Regions from separate parts of the Pan troglodytes genome. Here region 2 is linked to region 1. Evidence: chromatin contacts called from public HiChIP or PLAC-seq data. All regions are on one chromosome and are shown on one strand. Each heading gives the region's core, a stretch centred on a gene start, on an enhancer-like site or on the middle of the called end of the contact. The rest is flanking DNA. Distances are from core to core; before and after follow the strand shown.

Region 1 (3,168 bases), core at 351-2,850:
ATTGAAGAATTCCATCATTAATTTCATAACCACTAGTTCCTGGCTCACTGTGTGATCCCAGGAAAACCACATTGCCTTCTTGAACTGTCAGCTTCAGCTACAGTCCTAATGCTCTTTATCTAAAGGGTAGTTTGGGGAAGATTACTTAGTAGTTGTAACATACTCTGGGACCAATCCATGAAAGATGCCATAAATCAAATTAATTATGAAACAAAGGAAATCATAAATATTGAAACCACTTCAAAACCTGAGAAGTTGAGAAGTGAGGAAGATTTAAAATTATGCCTGTGGCGCTGATACTAACTCACTGTCAGACTATAAGACGACACACACATTCTCAGAAGATTCATGACATTCCCAACAGATTTTTTTTTTTTTTTTTTTTTGAGATGGAGTCTCGCTTTGTCGCCCAGGCCACAGTGCAGTGGCGCAATCTCAGCTCGCTGCAAGCTCCGCCTCCCGGGTTCACGCCATTCTCCTGCCTCAGCCTCCCGAGTAGCTGGGAATACAGGCACCCGCCACCACGCCCAGCTAATTTTTTGTGTTTTTAGTAGAGAGACGGGGTTTCACCGTGTTGGCCAGGATGGTCTCGATCTCCTGACCTCGTGATCCGCCCACCTCGGCCTCCCAAAGTGCTGGGATTACAGGCGTGAGCCACCGCGCCCGGCCAACAGATCTTTAATATTTGGAAATGTCAGATGTTTCTGTCCTCCAGCAGCATTAACTTCACATGGAGTATGAACAGTGACAAGCAATTGCAAAATTAGAGCTGTTCTCCGTTGCTGTACCCGTGCCTGTTAACACGCAGTCTACCTTACCGAAAGTCAATTCCACACACTCAGTGAGAAAAACCGTTTAACTGGCTGTAAAAATACTTCTCCGCCCCCTACCTGCTGACCACCGCTAACACGCCAGGAAAACAGCAACATCCAGCAGCACAGCTGCGCTCCCTCGCCACGACTTCCTAACTTCCCTCCACTTGAAAGCACTCTCATCAGTGTTTGTCTAAAAACTCTTCTTGGAGACTGAAGAAGAAACACATCCAAGTGAAACTGAGAGGTCAGCTTCTAAAGCGGAGGCTGAACTTTGCAAGTGGGGGCGGGGGGAGTTAGTTCGGTCCCCCAAGCCTAAAAGAATGGGGCATGGTAAGGGGGACGGCCCCTTCCTTCAGCGCGGCACACACTCCGCAAAGGGCCTGGGGCCGGCCCACGAGAACACCAGGGCACCTGCCCATTTGCAGCGGCCCCAAGAGACTCCTGGGCAGCGCACCTGGGGATACCAGGTGGGGTCGGGGCGGGCGGCGGGGCTTTGTCCCCATTCGCCCCTCCAGGCCGAAATGGGGGCGGTTTCCGCTAACCCCCAAGACCGGGAACTAGCAGGGTTCGGACGCGGGTCTGGAGGGTCGGCCCCACCACCTCCGGCAAACCCGAGGGTCCCCGCTGCCCCAGCCTCCTCAAAGAGGTGCCTAGGGTGGCGTGTAGGGGGCAGCCAGGATGGCGGAGGCCGGTACTCACAGAGCCCACTGGAGCCGGTGCTGGTGAACATAGTCCCGCCGGGCTCGGAGCCCCAGAGGGCGCCGGGGGAGGGGAAGCTGAAGTGCGAGCCCCAGCGACCGCGCAGGCGCACTCTTGGCGGAGCGACGAATCCGGCGCCGCGAGGCCCCTCGCCGCTGACGAACGGCGCATGCGCAGTCAGGGGCGTGCGCCCCCTGGGTCAGCGCCCTCCTTCCTGCCGGGGAAGGGAAGTGCGTCCGTAGGGGAGGGCCCACCTCTCCAGGTTGAAACGATGGCGGTCAGAACCGCCTGAGGTAGAAACGGGTGGCACTGGGGAAGCGGAGGCGTAGCTCCCGAGAGCCTCACACTTGTGCTCAGTGCCGCCTCACCCCTGGTGGATCCGCGATGGCCGCGGATTCCCCTGGATTGCCGGCGCTGGGCAGGAGCTCCACCTCTAATCTCTCCCGAGACTGGACGCCCGGCGCCTTCCACGCGCGTTGTGTCTTTCCGGGCGGTCCCTCGAAGCTGGCTACCCCGCGGGCTGTTGACTGCAGTGGGATCTGGTCACTCAGATGCGGATAGAGGGGTACGGGAGCCGGAGAGGTGGAACAGGTCCTTCCGGGTGCGGAGGGCTGGGCCGTCCAGCCGCCTCTTTGTTCCCGCGTGGGTCCCGCGCGGAATCCCCACCACCGGGGCCGACTGTCGTGGTCCCTGGAGTCAGCACCCTGCCCTCCCCGCCGTGGTGGCGGGTGGCTGGGGGGTCCCCGGCGCGGCGAGCCCGGCGGAGCGACCCTGCGCTTCTGCCCTGGCGAGCTTCCGGACTCAGGCCATTTAAATTTTTTTCCCCAGCAGAATGAAGTTACTCTTTGCCAAAGTCACGGTTTTTAAATGTGCGAGCCTGAAAACTATCATGCAGTCGTTTTAAAAAGTTTTTTTTTAAGTTGATCTCGTGAAAGTAGGGAGTAAAAGAGTGGTTTTTCTTGTACAGAGGAGAGTTAGTGGGGAGGAAGATGGGAAGAGGTTGGTCAACAGACACAAAGTTATAGTTAGAAGGAATACGTTTTGGTATTCTCTTGCACATTTGGATGACTATACTCAACGATAATGTTAACTTCAAAATAGCTAGAAGAGAGGATTTTGAATATTCTCACCACAAAGAAATGACAAGTGTTTTGGTGATGGATGTGCTAATTACCCTGATTAGATGGTTGCACAATGTGTATATGTATGGAACCATCACACTGTACCCCAGAAATACATGCAATTATGTGAGAATGCATGTTATGGGGAAAATTGACCACACTACCCAGCTAAATGAAAGGAATAGGCTATGGAGTACTAAAAAAAAAAAGCATTTTCAGTGCTCATAAGTGCCAGCCAGTGTGCTAAATCTGTGATTCGTAGATCAACACAGTCCCTACCCTCAAAGAGAGGTTCCAGTGGGCCAAAATGTTAACACTGATTATAGAAGGCAAAAGTATGACTTTTATTTGCTTCTTTAGGCTTTATTCGTAAAGTTCATTTTCACAGTCTTATTTTGTTCGTTTGTTTTGAGACGGAGTCTCACTCTCCCCAGCTGGAGTGCGGTGGCGCGATCTCGGCTCAGTGATACCTCTGCCTCCCCGGTTCAAGCGATTCTCCTGCCTCAGCCTCCCAAGTAGCTGGGACTACAGGC
Region 2 (3,168 bases), core at 459-2,958, 300 kb before region 1:
AAATGGAGGGAAAGTGCTGAGCACATAGCTTGGCCCAAGGAATGGCACTTTTTTTTTTATATATAACAAAAACTAATCTTGTAGGGCCTGAGCAGAAAATTGTGCCTAGGTGGCTTCCCTTTCATGTCCTCTCCCTCAAATAAATCAACATATTCGCTGAACTCTGGGATAGGGAAAAATTGTAAAATATTCTGTATTTGGAAGTCATGGAGATTTCCAGTATAACAAAAGGAAGCAGACGTTTTCTCCAAATATTAAGAGGAGGAAACAAAAATTAACATTTTTGCTCACTATCTTCTTTTCCTAGCACCACTGAAACTTGACCTTCGGCCGGCGCGGTGGCTCACGCCTGTAATCCCAGCACTTTGGGAGGCCGAGATGAGCGGATCACGAGGTCAGAAGATCGAGACCATCCTGGCTAACACGGTGAAACCCCGTCTCTACTAAAAATACAAAAAAATTAGCCGAGCGTGGTGGCAGGCGCCTGTAGTCCCAGCTACTTGGGAGGCTGAGGCAGGAGAATGGCGTGAACCCGGGAGGCGGAGCTTGCGGTAAGCCGAGATCGTGCCACTGCACTCCAGCCTGGGCGACGGAGCACGACTCCGTCTCAAAAAAAAAAAAAAACAAAAAAAAACTTGACCTTCATTATATCTCACTGCCCTCATCCCAAACATTTCCTCTCCCAGTTTTCCAGGAAACGGCATCGCTGCCCATCTCTTCTCAGGCCCCAACCCTAGAGGAGAACCTAAATTTCTCATTTCCTCACTACCTACCTCCAGTCCTTCAGCAGGTCCCGTTGGTTGGGCTGCTAAACTATGGACTAAATCCTTTCAGTACTTTCCATGCCCACAGCTACCACCCTGGTCCAAGCCAAATTCTTAGTTCCCCTGGACTTCTTACTGCAGTAGCCTCTCAGCTTCCACTCTTGGCAAAATCAATTTTATAAAACCTTGAAATCCCTTAATACCACTCGTCTGCTTAAACCTCGGCATCCCACATTTACCACTATCAGGAAGGATCACGTTTGTTTGTTTGCTGTCTCATTCCCCCATTTATATGTGAATTCCACGGGTAAGGGCCTGCTCCTACATCCCACACCTCTACATCCACAGAGCCTAGAGACCGCAGGCGCGGGGAAAGCACTCCACGACCATCACTGGCCAGGCCACAAGAGTGCTGGATCTAAATTTGGAACCGGACTTTCAGAGCTGAAATAAACCTGAGGTTTTCCAGGGGCTTTTAACCTCCTTTTACAGCCAAGGATGCGCCTAAGAAAGGGGAGAGGCTTCCGTGACTTCCTGCAGTAACGCAGCCACTAGAGATTGAGACTACAACAACTTGGGAGTCTAAAAGTCTGCAACCTTTTCCACTCCAGAGCTCGATGTTTCCTCAATCCCCCGGGATCGGCATCAGCAAAAACCCGGAGAAGCGGAGCCTTTCTCAAAGAAAATGACCTCCAGACTCATGCTACCATCTCGACCGGTGCAAGTATCACGCATGCGCAGGACCGGCCGGCCGGCCGCACCTCGCCAACTCCTACTCGGACACGTCATCTAGGTCGGCCAGGGTCTGGTGGGAGGGGCCGGGGGCGGGGCTCGGACGCGGGGCGAAGTGGTCCCCCTACTTCCGGATCCGGCCTCACCTGGCCAACGCCTCACTCGGGGTTCCTTGGTTACGTGGCTGCGGTGTCTACCCGGTGCCGGGGCGTGGCGGAGAGAGACCGCCCCGCCCTCCACGCAGGCCACAAAATGGAGGCCCTGCCCTGTGGGCTTTTGTGGCCTGGGCGCTGTCGTGCCGAAAGACGAAAGTGACAATTCCAGTTGCAAACTGGAAAGAAATGGAGTTTTTCCTTCATTCTCCCCATGATCGTGACGGTCCTTTTCTCAAAGTACTAATACTTTTAATGGGACTGTAAAACTTGAGGGATATGACTCTCTCCTCTCCTCTGCTTCAGATTGCATTTGCCAACTCTGATTTACCGCCAATACTATGGTGCTGTCATATTCATAGAGACAGAAAGTAGAGCAGTGGTTGTAGAGAGAGTCTGCAGAAGGAGGGATGGGGATTTACTGTTTAATGGCATACGGTTTCAGTATGGGTTGGTGAAAAAGTTGGGATGAATGGTGATGACTGCACAACAATGCAAATATGCTAATGTCACAGAAGTGTACACTTAAAAATGGTTAGACGGTAAGTTTTCTATTATGTATATTTTACCACAATTTTTTTTTTTAAATGCAACAGAGTCTCGCTGTTGCCTAGGCTGGAGTGCAGTGGCAGGATCTCAGCCCACTGCAACCTCCGCCTTCCAGGTTCAAGCGATTCTCGTGCCTCAGCCTCCCAAGTAACTGGGATTACAGGTGCCAGCCACCACGCCCAGCTAATTTTTGTATTTTTAGTAGAGATGGGGTTTCACCATGTTGGCCAGGCTAGGCTGTTCTCGAACTCCTGAACTCAGGTGATCCGCCTGCCTTGGTCTCCCCCAGTGCCGGGATTACACGCGTGAGCCACCACGCCCGGCCCCACAGTTTTTTGTTTTTAATTTTTAAATTTTTTTTAATGGCATTTGTGTCTTTTTTTCTTTTTCTTTTGTTTTTGAAACAGAATCTCACTCTGTCGCCAAGCTGGAGTGCAGTGGCGCCATCTTGGCTCACTGCAACCTCTGACTCCCTGGTTCAAGCGATTCTCCTGCCTCAGCCTCTCCAGTAGCTGGGGTTACAGGCACGCACCACCCCGCCCAGCTAATTTTTGTATTTTTAGTAGAGATGGGGTTTCACCATATTGGCCAGGATGGTCTCCATCTCCTGACCTCGTGATCCACCTTGGCTTCCCAAAGTGCTGGGATTACAGGTGTGAGCCACTGCACCCAACCTAAATGGCATTTGTTTCTTCCACTCCTCTCTGCCAGAATAATTTGGACAGCCTTTTCTGAGTTTCCCATGACGACTTCTGTATAAGATTGTCAGATATAGCAAATAAAAGTACAGTATGCCCAGGTAAATTTTAATTTCAGATGATCAATGAATAATTTTTTAGTATAAGTACATTCCAACTATTACATGGGACATAAGGGTATTTTATCGGATCACCCTACTTTTGTGTCAAGTTAAAATTATTAGCAAAAGTGCTTCCGTTTTTAGGAAGTGCACACTGTACTCTAGTAGTTAG

The links. HiChIP or PLAC-seq counts read pairs in DNA pulled down with a chosen protein or histone mark.
Region 2: an H3K4me3 HiChIP or PLAC-seq map of stem cell-derived excitatory neurons shows a contact between it and region 1, with 2.8 times the contacts expected there. The contact joins the promoter of TM9SF2 here to the promoter of UBAC2 in region 1. A contact is called at or near these places in 1 of 7 Hi-C or Micro-C datasets (stem cell-derived neural progenitor cells) and 1 of 1 datasets of contacts at active chromatin or transcription factors (stem cell-derived excitatory neurons).

Annotation. Positions count from the first base shown.
Region 1 is chr14:104,812,114-104,815,281 of NHGRI_mPanTro3-v2.0_pri, reverse strand. It overlaps UBAC2 (UBA domain containing 2), which reads right to left and starts at 1,600. Exons shown (of 9, transcript NM_001246491.1): 1 at 1,515-1,600. The coding sequence starts at 1,545.
Region 2 is chr14:105,107,250-105,110,417 of NHGRI_mPanTro3-v2.0_pri, reverse strand. TM9SF2 (transmembrane 9 superfamily member 2) reads right to left here and starts at 1,708. Exons shown (of 19, transcript XM_016925490.4): 1 at 1,362-1,708. LOC129136860 (a long non-coding RNA gene) reads left to right here. Exons shown (of 3, transcript XR_010150548.1): 2 at 308-551; 3 at 1,113-3,168.